Linked DNA regions of Capra hircus: region 1 is linked to region 2. The links are chromatin contacts, called in public Hi-C maps. All regions are on one chromosome and are shown on one strand. Each heading gives the region's core, a stretch centred on a gene start, on an enhancer-like site or on the middle of the called end of the contact. The rest is flanking DNA. Distances are from core to core; before and after follow the strand shown. Region 1 has its middle 110 kb from the start of IRF8. Region 2 has its middle 18 kb from the start of EMC8.

What was found. A called contact is a pair of places that touch in the nucleus more often than the background predicts.
Region 1: a Hi-C map of blood shows a contact between it and region 2, with 5 times the contacts expected there. The contact joins two enhancer-like sites. A contact is called at or near these places in 2 of 5 Hi-C or Micro-C datasets (both in blood).

Annotation. Positions count from the first base shown.
Region 1 is chr18:13,345,277-13,352,195 of ARS1.2, reverse strand. No RefSeq gene overlaps it. Among named protein-coding and RNA genes, the nearest start is that of IRF8, 110 kb to the right of the region's middle. Within about 2 kb of position 4,120, at least 2 of the 5 cell types and tissues checked have an H3K27ac peak or open chromatin away from gene starts, as enhancers often do.
Region 2 is chr18:13,179,643-13,186,356 of ARS1.2, reverse strand. No RefSeq gene overlaps it. Among named protein-coding and RNA genes, the nearest start is that of EMC8, 18 kb to the right of the region's middle. Within about 2 kb of position 3,111, at least 1 of the 5 cell types and tissues checked has an H3K27ac peak or open chromatin away from gene starts, as enhancers often do.

The DNA of each region.
Region 1 (6,919 bases), core at 2,871-5,370, 160 kb before region 2:
GAAAACCTCAAAAGAGATTAGCAAATGGTCAAGACCTGTGGGCACTGCCCGTAAATGATCGGAAGGCCTGGAAGCAGCCTGTTCCCCCCAAGTTGGAGTCTGTATTGTAGGGCTCAGCCCCACTCAGTCCCCCCAACCCCTGCATTTGGGGAGTGCTGGTGTCCTAGGAAGACATCAGGCTATACTGTCAGATCGATGTGCCCGAAACCCAGCTCTGCTTTCTAGCTGGGCAGCCTTAGGCCACTGGCTCACCCTCTCTGAGCCTCAGATTCCTCAGAAGTGACCACTGACGGCTCCCCTGCAGTGACTGTAATTAGATGAGACCAGTAGTCAAAACGCAATAGAAACGTGGCTCCAGGGAAGGGTCTTTTCACATCAGTTCTCCAAGACCAGGGCTCATGTCCCTCTTTTGCTGTCTCAGCCACAGGTCTGGAGGCCAACAGGCTCAGGGGCCAAACACAGGCCACCTCCTGGCCAAATCAGTTGCCTCTGGAGCCACTGAGCTCCATTCAAGGCCCGGGGGAAATGGAGCCATAAACGCCCCCGCCCGCCCCTCCTGTCACTGGAGATCAAACCGTTATCAGAATCAAAGCCGCCCCACTGATGGATGAGCCCGGGGACAGGGCCCCGGCCGCCAGCCCCCTCCTGGTTGTGGAGTTCAGAGCCTGCCAGCACCTCGCCAGGAGCCCCAGCATAGTTTAATTGGGGCCAGAATACCTTCTGCCCCTTGTCACCCCTCAGGAAAGCTGCTTATCTCCTTCTGCCGGGAGGAGGGCGCGGAGGTGTTAGCAGGCCAGCCAGATGACGAGCCCGCACAGACAGGGAGGCCTGGCTGGTGGCTGGCCCCTCTCCTCCAACAGGCCTGGAGCCCCAGGTGGCTCTCCAAACCCGGGGAGCCCTGAGATTAAGACATGGAAGCAGCCAGCAGATCTGCCAGAGCCCTTTATTTCGGGAGGCTTGGCGGGGGAGAGACCAGGGGCGGGGTCACCCTGGCACCCGCTGGACTCTTGGCCTCCCAGGGGAAAGGAAGACACAATACCCAGGGCTCAGAAGATTCCAGAAGGGCCTGGCCCATCTGAGAGCTGACGCCAGCCCCCACCTCAGGGGACCCCAAAGGAATTCACGGAGCTGTCAGAGATGTAATCGTGACCACGTCAGCACCCTGGAAGCTTCAGACAGAACCTTGAGAAGAAAGGAACACAGTGGCTGTTGTTGGAGGCATCAGAAGAAATCCGGGTTGCCCACCTCATAGCCACCTGACTCCCGCTGGGTGACCCTGGCTGAAAAATAAGGAGGGGTGAGAGGTCATGTTTCCAGCTGTCCTGGTGTGGACGACGTGAGCCAGTGAGATCGGTTTAGCAGTGCCTGTCAGTCCCCAATGTATTATTATATTATTATTATTATTAGGAACTGGCTGGGACATAACATGGAACGAAAATTCAAGTGACAGTACATGGGGTAATGAATGAGTGGGGCCTGGAGATACATCCGTGTGCCGGCAGTGAACTTGAGGGTGCAGCAGCAGCTTTAATGTCTTTTCCAAGGCCTCCTTAATAAGCCTGTGTTCCCTTGTAACTGTGAAAGCTACACCTGCTAAGTTCTGGAAGAGATGCCCATGCGGCCAGGCCCCATGCAGGGCGGCTGGCCCCCCGGGTGCGCCTTCTTGGAGAAATCCCCAGCTGCCCAGGGTCACACCGGCTGCTCTCGCCAGGCCCTCCAGGTATCTACAGCTGGTGTAAATGCCTGTCGCTGTGCACAGGGAATTAGATGATCGTAACCTTGCTGCCTCTGTGTATGAGCCTTTTCCCGGCTCTACCTGTGGCATCTGGTCTGAAAAGCATGCTGTCCATGTGCTCCAAGGTGGAGTTCTGCCTGCCAGGGCAGCCAGACTCACCGGCCCTATCGTCCACAACTGGGCCCACCAACTCCACCAACCCCCCCAAATCAACCCCGCCACCCTGCATGCCAGCTGCCTGCTCTGGGTCTGCGTGGCTCCACGTGAAAAATCTGCTTTCATCTTCATCACCCCGTGGCTTAGCAATGAATGAATGAATGAATGAATGGGAACACTGTTAGGTAGGATGGCATGAGGAGGGCAAGCTCGGGCATGCAGGAAAGACTGATTTTCATCTCTCTGAGGACTGGAAAGCCAGGAATTAGAGGCAGAACAGGCAAGTGGAGGGACCCTGGAGAAAGAGGGGCCTGGGTTCAAATCTGGCCTCCATCCCCCACTAATTGTGCAGCCCCCCCCACAACAGAGTGTCTAATTCTGGGAGCCTTCGGGTTTTCCTATGCAAAACTGGTTAACAAACTGGTTAACGTGGGTTTATTGTGAGGGTCAAATAAGATGATATATGAACCACTGCTGATGCTCCTGCTAAGTCGCTTCAGTCGTGTCCAACTCTGTGTGACCCCACAGACGGCAGCCCACCAGGCTCCACCGTCCCTGGGATTCTCCAGGCCAGAACACTGGAGTGGGTTGCCATTTCCTTCCCCAATGCATGAAGGTGAAAAGTGAAAGTGAAGTCACTCTGTCGTGTCCAACTCTTAGTGACCCCATGGACTGCAGCCTACCAGGCTCCTCCGTCCATGGGATTTTCCAGGCAAGAGCACTGGAGTTGGGTGCCATTGCCTTCTCTATATGAACCACTAGGACATAGTAAATGTTCGCTAGACATAGTTGTGACGATAAGGGAAGGAATATTGACAGCCCCCTCCCCGACCCCACCAGGCCAAGCCAGCAGCTCTTGACACCAGCTCCCATCACAATCATCTGGGGAGGTTTTAACACCACAAGTGCCAGACCCTGAGCTCCTTGGAGGAATGGCTAATTCCAGGCTGGGCAGGGAAGCCGGAGTGAGCCTGGAACTAACTAGTCCTTAGGGGAGGGTGTTTGGCGCCTGGAGAAGTCTTTATGGGGCTCTCTGTGTCCATTACCTTCCATCCTTGTTCTAGCCCTTGGTGGGAACTATTCCAATATCCATCTCATGAGGTTCAGAGTGAAACAGCTTACCCAGAGCCCACAGAAGAATGTGGCAGAACCAGGATTTGAATACAGAAATGCATAACTCAAAAGCCCAGTTTTTCTACTAACCCGTGGAGATTCCATCCTTGTTTTCCCTGAGAGGGGGGTGTCTTTGCAGGAATCTTTAGCTGGAGCACCATCATCCCTAAAATACCTTAGCATAAGTATCTGCTTCACAATTCCAAGATATCTACAATGTGTCTGTGTGTTTCAAGAGTCTGGTCCTCTTGGCTGTGTGTCATTGGGGTGGTTGCATCCCCTCTCTGGCCAGGCTAGAAGCACCTCTAGACCCAGTCACCCCTGGTGCTGCACCTGGGAAAACCAAAGCTGAGCCCAGGAGCGTGGACTGCAAGAGTTGCAATCCCAGGGCGTCTGAGAGTCCCACCTTCATGGAAGGCAAGGAGTCCCTCAGGCTGTGCGAGCCTGGTGTTCAACAGCGACACCCTGTGGCCACCGCCGGAGCAGCAGCTCCAACGGGGGTGGGGGTCAAGCCTGTCCACCTGCTATCCACAGGCAGCCTGACCCCCACCTTGCACCAGGAACGCTCCAAAGCTCTCGGTCATCAGGGAGGCAGGGCCTGTAAGAGGTGATCCACCAGGCTTGGAGCAAATAAGGACAAGTTGAACATGAGCAATTACTTTTTTGAAGCGTCATGTGGTCACATTTGACCTCCAAACTGGGAGAAGCTGGGGGAAGCTGAGGGCAGATGACTTCTATGTCATCACAGCCCCCACGATCACTTTGTGGGAAGCCCAGCACAAGGTCTGTAATACCTAACATCTGTCAATGAGAAAAGGGTATTTGAATTGCAAACATTTGATTAATGCCAAAATTCCAAGGGTGGGCAGGGAGGTGGGTCGGCTTCTGGGGGCCACTTGCCCAGCACCAACTCTGACTGCTTCCTCTTATTCTATGTGCGTGAGTTCCCCAGAGGGTCTTTCCTCGCCTGACCCTGCAGTGTTCTCACATTGTTCTGTTTTTCAGACAACAGCTGGTCGCCAAGGAAACCACTGCGGAGACCATAGTCAGACCCGTGTCTTCCCTGCAGGGAAATTCAGCCCTTACTCATCTCTCCATCCACAGCCGCCTCTTGGCGTGACCTCGGAAGGCGCTGCCAAACCCCAAGCGAGGAGTCCCCTCCCTCCCGCCGGGACCTTTCCCCAGGGGGCTGAAAGAAGGAAGCAGGGCTGGGATGAGAAAGCCTGGGGCAGCAGAGCCAGCAGGGCCCTAGAACCCTGTCATCGGCCCTTCCTTGTTTCAGTGCACGTGTGTTACCGGAGTGTGACACAGAGCATACAAAGCAGGAGAAGCACCCTTTACATCTCCCGCTCCCTTCCCCTGCGCCCCGAAAGGTGACCACTCTCCTGACCTCTAACAGCAGGCCTTGGCTCCGCCTGCTGCTGCACTTGACATCTTAATACTTAGAATCACCCAGCGTCTGCTCTTTGGAGTCGGGGCCGTGTTTTGAACAAGGGAGGTTTACTTCCCTGTTACTTCTCTGAAAAAACACACACTCCCTGTTAAGGCTGAGCCCAGAAAGAAAGAAACCTGGGAGAGACCCGGGGGAGAGACCCAGGAGTAACCCTTTCCAAAGGTTTACTTCCTGTCGCTGGAAGGCGCAGCGGCCCAGCCTGGCACACGCACGCAGCCTAGGGCTTACGCCGTCACAGGCGCCGGGGCAGTCCCCAGCTCTGAGAGGAGCGGCGTTGCTGTGAGCTGGCCTGTCTGCGTCTTTGGGTGAACCTCTATTTGCGCGTCTCTTGAGCACCCACCCAGGATGGGAGGTGCTGGGCACGGGGGCATGGCTGCAGTAGCCATGGCCAACAGGGTCCCCGAACTCCGGTCCCAAGTGGCCCTCCCAGCACCTGGTGTGAGATTCGGCCCTTCCCCATCCTTGCCAGCTCTCGGCATTGCCTGCCCTTTGCTTTCTGGCCGTTTTCCACCCCTTTCGTGTTGGGGGTGGGGACCCTGAGGCCAAGGAGATGGCCATTCTCATGGTCCCGGGAGCAGAGGCGCCAGCCCCCGCCTGGAGCAAGCTCTCCTGTCCTGGCAGAGGCACCGGCTCAGTTTCCACCTTGAGTCTCATCCAATGAAACCATCCTTGAAGTCAAGGCGGGCTTTCCACGAGCAATAACAAGGAGTACGATAGTGACTTGCGTTTGTTGGACCCTGACTGAGCACCAGGGCCCCGTGAGAGCTCTGCCTGTATCACCTCTGGTGGTCTACATGTGACCTCAGGACAGAGACACTTCTCTCTGTCCCTGTGGTAGAGGTGGGGAGCCCGGAGAGGTGGAATAACTCCCCTGAGAGCACACAGCTGGCAAGCGGGAGAGCTGGGACTCAAAGCCTCGTCCTCTGCCTCTGGAGCCTGCTTCTTTGGCCCGTCTGGTGGGGCACTGGGAGCTGAGACGCTCTCCCGGGTCTCTCCCAGGTTTCTTTCTTTCTGGGCTCAGCCTTAACAGGGAGTGTTTGTCTTTTCAGAATCTGCTAATCTGAAAAGTACAGCTTTTCAAGGATTAGGTAGCCAAGTAAACCTCTCCAAAGCTGCGTGATTTTCAGGTCTCTTGATTGACACGTGAAGTTCCACAGCGAATCCGCACGTGTTCACCACATGTGCACGCGTGTGTCCTCGCCTCTCGTTTCATCCCGGGTCTCTCTGCACCGCATCCGAGTGTACAGGTCAAGGGTCGCCTGCTTGCAGGGGTCTGAGGCCATGCAGCCTGTCCTCTCCATCTACGAGGCCTTTATCCCCCACCACCCACTCGTGCCTTCACTGACCCACATGTTGTGTTTCAGCCCCATACGCCCGGCCCCGGGACACAGCGTGAACTTCTGGCATAGCCAGTCTCTGTTCTTACACAAGGCAGACCCAGCACAGTGATGGGGACATTCGGGGCTCTGAGAGTGTGGCCACATCCGTTCATGGAAGACAGAGGCTTGGAGGAGGAAGCTGAGACCTACAGAGTGGGAAGGAGGAGCTGGGGAGGATGTCCCCGGCACAGGGAGGGCAGGTGCATGGAGGGAGCTGGTCAGGCAGCAGCTTGGAGCTGCCTCCAGGGGGCGTTGTTTCTAACACGCTTATTTAATACACCAATGCGAGCGGCCTGTGCGTCCGTCAGCTCAGTCGTGCCCGACTCTTTGTGACCGCGTGGACTGTAGCCCACCAGGCTCCTCTGTCCGTGGGATTCTCCAGGCAAGAATACTGGAGTGGGTTGCTGTTTCCTTCTCCAGGGGATCTTCCCGACCCAGGGATCAAACCCCGGGTCTCCTGCACTGGAGGCGGATTCTTCACCACCTGAGCCACCAGGGAAGCCCGGTACGCTAATTAGCATGCAAACTTAATGTGCTAATTTGCAGTGCTTAGTGTATGTGCTAATTTAGAGTGCCAGTCTGCGCTCTGAGCCTCCACGAGCATTTCCCAAGCTCTTCAGCCAAGGAAGACAATTCCCCAATGATGAAACCTTAAAAGTCACAGGACACCCTTCTCCTGTACTGTCTCCTTTGATCTTTTAACCCCTCTGGCCTCTGCGCTGGCCTCCCCTGGGAGCTGATTAGAAGTACAAAGTCAGGCCCCAGCCCAGACCAACTCCATTAGGATTCTCATCTTATCAAGATCCTAAGTGACCCGCATGTGTGTGAGAGCCCAGGAGCATGGCTGCCCATCCGGGAATCCCAGGGAAGAAGAAGAAGTTTCGTCTGGTGGTACTGCATTTTCAGAGAGGAGGCCTTTGGCAAGAGGAGAAGCTCTTAGAAGAGCTTGCTAAGATGCAGATTCCGGGCCTTGTCCTCAGGGGTTTGGATTCAGCAGCTCTGGGGAGGGCCTAGAAATAAGCATCCTAACTAGCATGCAGGGTGACGTTGACCACACTGGGAACCACAGCTCCCTGGTCATTT
Region 2 (6,714 bases), core at 1,862-4,361:
CACACAACAACCGAGTCTCCTCAGCGAACGAACGGCCAGACAGAGAAGAGAGGAATACAGGAGACTCACAGGCACAGCAGCCTTTCCTGGATCCTAATTCAAGCAAACCGACTTCAGGGAAACGTTCATGAGAGAACTGGAGCGACGTGGACCCTGCCTGGCTGTCAGATGATACACGCGAGTTACTGCTAAGTTGTCTGCATGGAATCATGTTATGACTGTGATGCTTTAAAAAAAAAAAAAGTCCTCATCTTTAAGAGCACTTTGACATATCCGTGGATAAAACACGATGATGTCTGGAGTCTGCTCAGACAATTGTGCAAATGTGCATTGATGGATGGATAGACAGAATGCGGGACAGATGTATGAGAGTGTTTATTATTCAGTCTTGGGAAGGAATGAAGTGCTGACACCTGCTACAACTCCAGTGAATTGTGAAAACATTATGTGCTAAGTGAAAGCCAGACACGAAAGGCCAAACCATTTTATTCCACTTATATGAGGCACCTAGATAGTCAAATGCATAAACACAGAAAGTAGAAAAGAGGTTCCCAGAGCTGCGGGTGGGGGAAACAGTGGGAGTTAGTGTTTAATGGAGACAGAGTTTCTGTTCGGGATGATGGAAAATTTCTGGAGATGGTGGTGGTGATGACTGCGGGAAAATGTGAATGTGCTTTGTGACTCTAAACAGAAAATGGCAAACTTTATTATGTATATCCTACCACCTTAAAAAAAAATACCAGAGGGGTGACGCACAAGCAGGTAATTGCTAAAACTGGGTGACGAGAACCTGGAGATTGCTTTTATGATTCACTCTCTTTTCATGCATGTTTCAAATGCTTCCACACTGAAATGCATTCTTAAAACCATACAGACAAAATGATGGTCCAAACACCCAGGGTTGATGAGCACAGCTATGAAAACCACTGCAGCTTGGAAAAATATTCATGAGATTATGTTGGGTCTGGCTCTCCAATTCTGTCTATACTATGTGTGAATCACATGCCAAAACATGAATTAAGGAAAAAAGTCTGGAAGGAAACATACCAAATTTACAACAGCCCGTAGTGTTCTGACGGTTGGATCGTGGGTAGATTTTCTTTTCTTCTTCTAAACTTTCTCTAACAGAGGTACTTGTATAGGCTTTGGAAATAAGTTACGTATCCCCCAGGGCAGTCACAGGAGAGAGGCTGTTAGCCAGTGATGAGACTTCTCTGGTGGCACCGTGGGTGGGAATCTACCTGCCAGAGCAGGGGCCATGAGTTTGATCCCTGGGCCAGGAAGACTCCACGTGCCGCGGAGCGACTAAGCCCGTGCCCTGCTGAGCCTGTGCTCTGGAGCCCACCGGGCGCAGCTACAGGGCCCACGTGACACAGCTGCAGACGCCTGCGTGCTCCAGAGCCCGTGCTCCACAAGAGGAGCCATCGCGACGAGAAGCCCGGGCACCGCAATCAAGAGCAGTCTCTGCTCGCCACGACCTCAGAAAGCTGGCTCGCAGCAATGGAGACCCAGCACAGCCAGGGAAACGACCCAGCACAGCCGCTGTGCTGTGCTCAGTTGTGTCTGGCTCTTCAGTGGATTGTGGCCCGCCAGGCTCCTCTGTCCATGGGATTCTCCAGGCAAGAATACTGGAGTGGGTCGCCATTTCCTTTTCCAGGGGATCTTTCCAACCCAGGAACTGAACCTGCATCTCCCGCATTGGCAGACAGTTTCCTTACCACTGCGACACCTGGGAAGCCCTGAATAAATATTTAGAAAACAACAACACACGAGCTATGAGAAGGCAGCAATCCATCTGGAGAGTTCCGGGCTGCCTGGCCTGAGGATTTGGGGACAGCTGCCAGCCTAGGGCAAGGGGTGGGCAGCCTCTGCTCCTTCCTCTGGGGTGGGAAGAGGGTCTCCCCCAGGGCTGTCCCCTCCCTGGAGTGCAGTGGGTGCAGAACAGTGCAACCAGGCCTGACCCCAGGCCCCCACACACAAAAGGGCCCCCAAGAGTCGGGCTGGGGGCACTTCCTGTGCAAACGCCCGGCGGCTGCGGCGTCCAGGGCTGTGGTCGGCTGGCCCCAATCTGGGCTGGCGTTGCTCAACCCGCCCTGCTTTTCCTGTTCCCCTTTCCCGACGGCGCAGCCGGGCTGCAGGTCCGGGGGCTCTGTGGGCTCACCACATGGTGGACGCCCCCCCTGCCCAGGAGCTGTTTCCATGTCTCTGATTGTTTTCCCTCCCTGGATTGCTAAACAGCTTATGAAGAAACCCCCTCTTTTGCTTTTGTATCCTGGGGAAGGAGCTCAGCACTGTTTGCCAAGAGGCTGTGCCGTCGATCCCGCCACAGCCAGGTGGGGCGGCTCCCCCAGAGATGGGTCCAAACCCAGCCCCAGGTTGCACAGTGGTAACAGCTGACACTTACAGGGTGGGGGAGCTGTCCTCCTGACAGCCGTCCCGAGGGGGCCCGCTGTGACCCCGGTGTCTCGAGGAGGGGGCTGCAGCGTCACAGGGAGGTGACACGGTTGACCCAGGTCGGGTGGGAGGGGGTTGACCAGAACCAGGATGCAGCGCTCGCCCTCGCAGGTGCCCCTGCAGCGTCCCTCGTGCCCAAGTGCCCCCAGGGCCCCACGGAGGCTGCAGGTACAGGAGCCTCAGAGGTCCTTTGGAAGAGTGAACACTCACTCCTGAGGTCACCGCTTTGGGAAGGAAATTTCAAAGAGGTGGAAAAAACCCCCATGGGGAGAAACATCTGTGCCAAGGAGAGTGTCGCCTCTGGGGGACGACTGAGAAGGGGTCCCGGGGAATGTTCTGTTTCATGCACCACCCGACGGGTCCGTGGAGTGCTCGGTGTCCAGAATATTTCACCATGATTTTAAAACAAAAAACCAAACAAACCCGACTGACTGCACAGGCCTCTTTGACCCTGAGTTGGTACTCCGAAGAAAATCAGCCAGTGGCTGACAGTCTCAGCGGGAGACGCTGAGCTCCACTGTTTATCCCAAGACACACCCTCAGGATTGGAGCCCCTAGCAGACAGGACGAGAGCAGAGCAAGGCCTCCCCCACCACCAACTATGGAATCATGGTTTTGATGAGGGCCACCCACAGCCCCCTCAGGCTGTGAGGGAGGCCCCCTGACCCAGCCCCTGTGAGAGGCCTCCCCGGGGCCATCCGTCCCCTGCTTCACCAGAACCCCCAGGGAGACGACCAACCACGCTAATACAGCAACCCAGCCTCCGAGGAACCTGTGGTATTTTTCAAGCCCAAGAAAAGAAAAATTCCGGCTGCTCAGACATCTGAAACAAACACTGGCTTTTCTGATTCTGAGACCCACGGGGATCTTTATTACGTAAACTTCTGAAGGATCTGTTCTGTGCAGATGGACAAAAATACATAATTCACTTACAACATAAATAGCTTAGCGTTCCACTGCTCCAGGCCCTGGTTATATATTATCATTTCAAAAAACCTGTGGAGGGTTTTGTGGCCAGTGGCCGAGGCTCAGTCACCATGAGCAGAAGTCTGGTCATGATAGGCTCCGTGTGGAGTAAACGTGGGCGAGCCTGGACATGGGTCCCCCATGATCTGGCCTCGGGCTCCCTTTTGTGCCGATGGTACTGGGGCGGGGCCGCACGCTGAGGTTCTGTTTTTCAGGATTACTTCAAGATGAAGACACTTCTGTGGGCATAACTGGGAGATACTGTAGATTCGGTTCCAGTCCTCGAAATAAAGTGAGTCTCAAATGCTTCGCTTCTCGGGGCCCATGAAGGTTCTCTTTATACTCTACTGAGCCTGCTCAGAATGCAGTAGCACTACGGCTAAAAAATCTGCATGCTGTGCTGTGCTTAGCCGCTCAGTCGCATCTGACTCTTTGAGACTCAAAGGACTTCAGTCAGCCAGGCTCCTCAGTCCATGGGATTCTCCAGGCAAGAACACTGGAGTGGGTTGCCATTTCCTTCTCCAATGCATGAAAGTGAAAAGTGAAAGGGAAGTTGCTCAGTCGTGTCCGACTCTTAGTGACCCCATGGACTGGAGCCTACCAGGCTCCTCCATCCATGGGATTTTCCAGGCAAGAGTACTGGAGTGGGGTGCCATTGCCTTCTCTGAACAACACTGGAGTGAGCTGCTATTCCAGGGGATCTTCCTGACTCAGAGATCAAACCCAGGTCTCCAGCATTGCAGGTGGATTCTTTACCATCTGAGCCACCAGGGAAGCTCAAAAAATGTGCATACTTTAATCTAAAAAAACAAAAACAATGACAACAGTAACTTCTAAGATCACTGATCACAAATAATAAAGGTTTGAAATATTGGGAGAATTATCGAAACGTGACACCCAGAAACAGAATGAGCAAACACTTGCTGTTGGAAAGCGGCAACAATAAACGCAGGGTCGCCCCAAACTCTCAACTTGGAAAGAAAAGGGAAAGGCACCTCTGCGAAGCCCAAGAAAGCAAAGCACAATGAGACCAGGTACGCATGTGCAGGGGGCGGGCGAGGGTCTACACCTCCACAGTTCACCCCTCTGAATATGAGCTTTTCATCTATGGCCCGGGAGGGTGTGGGGACCAGACCTACAGTTAAAATGTCTCATCTGATCTCAGATGCCTAGGGCAGGCTTCCAGGAACTTTTCAGCAATTTTTTCAGATCTGTTTCTTCCCAACTCTTGGTACCTAGAAGACCCATGAAAGGCGTCCACTGAGCCTATGTGCTCGCACACATGCTTGTACATGTCTGTGTGCCTATACGTATTTCTGGGTAGAGGGTTCTTAGCTTTTGTTGGATTCTCAAAGAGGGTGATGAGTCTAAAAGTCTTTGAACCTGTGTGTCAAACTCTTTGTGTTATGAATGGCAAACAACAACAAAAATCCAACTTAAACTGGCTGGAGTAAATAAAGAAGAAAAAGGAATTTATTGGCCCATGCAAGCAAAAGGTCAGGGAGATGCTGGGCTCAAGTAAAGCTGGATCCAGGGGCTCAAATCACACCAGAAAACCCGAGTCTCTCCATTTCTGGCTCCACTTTCCTCCTTGGTCACCTCAGTATCAGGTGGACTTGCTCCAACCAGGCCTTCCAGGGGCTCAGACGCACACCCTCACTGTTCCAGATGCAGCAGGATCCTAGCATCCTGGGGGCCCAGTGCAGCTCACGTTCACTAACAAATCCTTCCGGCAGAGGACTGGGATGCTTATCTAGGATCTGGGTCCTTGCTCTTCCCTGCAGTCCCAGAACAGGGGCTCTGCCAGGCTCATGCAGATACCAAGCTGGTGTTTTCCAGGGTGCCTCGAGGAGGTTTGAGGAAGTGGTGGCCCTAATAGCTGGGAAAGTCCTCTGAGGCAGCCTTGTGACTTGCTTTGCAGGTGACCCCAGCAGGCTCCTGATCAAAGGGAAAACCCCAAGAGTCCCCCTCCAGCCCGGCGTGGTGACAGCATGTACAGAAATGCCTGGGAAGCACCAAACGCCAACGTGGCCACTGGCCAGGAAGCCCCAAACATGGAAATGCTGCCTAAAGCCCCTGCCGGTCACACCTTCTGGATACATGTGGTCACCTCCAGCTTGCACCCTCTGGTATCTGGACACTGACTATCTCAGCACTCAGCAGAGAAACTAAATCAAAGCCAGCCCTGACAGGGCCAGCCTCTGAGCTGGAGTCCCACCTGACAGCTGTGCCCGGAGCCTCAGCCACCGCAGAGCAAGGGGAGATGTGTGAGTGCTGCAGTGAGACACGCTGGGGCTTAGCCCCTGAGCCTCCCATCTCTTTTGGTGTCCCCACCTGGAATGGGTAACTGCACTTCCTGCCCTAGGACTGCAGTGAGCAGTGACTGAGATGGAACATGAGACAGACGTTAGCGTGATGACAGGACAATGAAACGCTCACTCAGCAAATGCTACTGAGCATCCACTATGTGCCAGGCACTCTCCCAGAAGCTAGGGTTACAGTGAGGAACAAAGCAGATAGAGGTGTTTGGAGCTTGTGAAGGTGAAGGAGACAGTGGTGATGAGGATGGTGGTGACGGTGATGCAGGAGGGTGAAGATGAAGCCAAGACTCCTCCCCAGACCACGAGACCCTCAGGAGCAGGAGCTCAGCTCCCACTTGCCGCCCCCTCAGTGTCTTGCACATAGTAGGTACTCAAGCAATGGGTGTTGTTGACAGACTTACTCTACAAACCGCTCCAGGCAGAGAAGAACCCTTCCAAGATGGCTCAAACCAGCCTCCATGCGAATTTCTTTAAAGTTGTGTGTTTTATCTTTAAAAGGGACTTGAGTCTCTTTCCACTCTGTGGTCCATCCATGTTTGTTTTACTTGTAAACAACAGCCTTTTTCAAAACTTTCGGTGAAAATGATGCCCCAAGAAAACATGCCCTGTTTACTCCTATGGCTTTTGAGACACTAACACACTCACACAGGCACGCACATACACTCATCTCCCTCAGGCCACCCACACACACAGCAGGTCTTGGAGCCCAGGGCCAGAAGCACGAACCCAAACTGATACGCCTCTGAGAACACGCACCTCTCCTGGCGGTGCTGAGCCAGAGGAGGAAGGGCAGCTTAGCTCACCACGCTCCAGACAGGAGGCGGGAGCCGGCCACTCTGTGCTAAGAGCCAAAGGCTCTGAAAAGGTCACTGGGAGCTTTGTTTTCCCCTTCAAACCTGGTGTTCCCATCATAAAGGCCACATCACCACCGGACAGGCTCTGGAGGACGCCTAGGGTCTAGGACTCAAGGCAA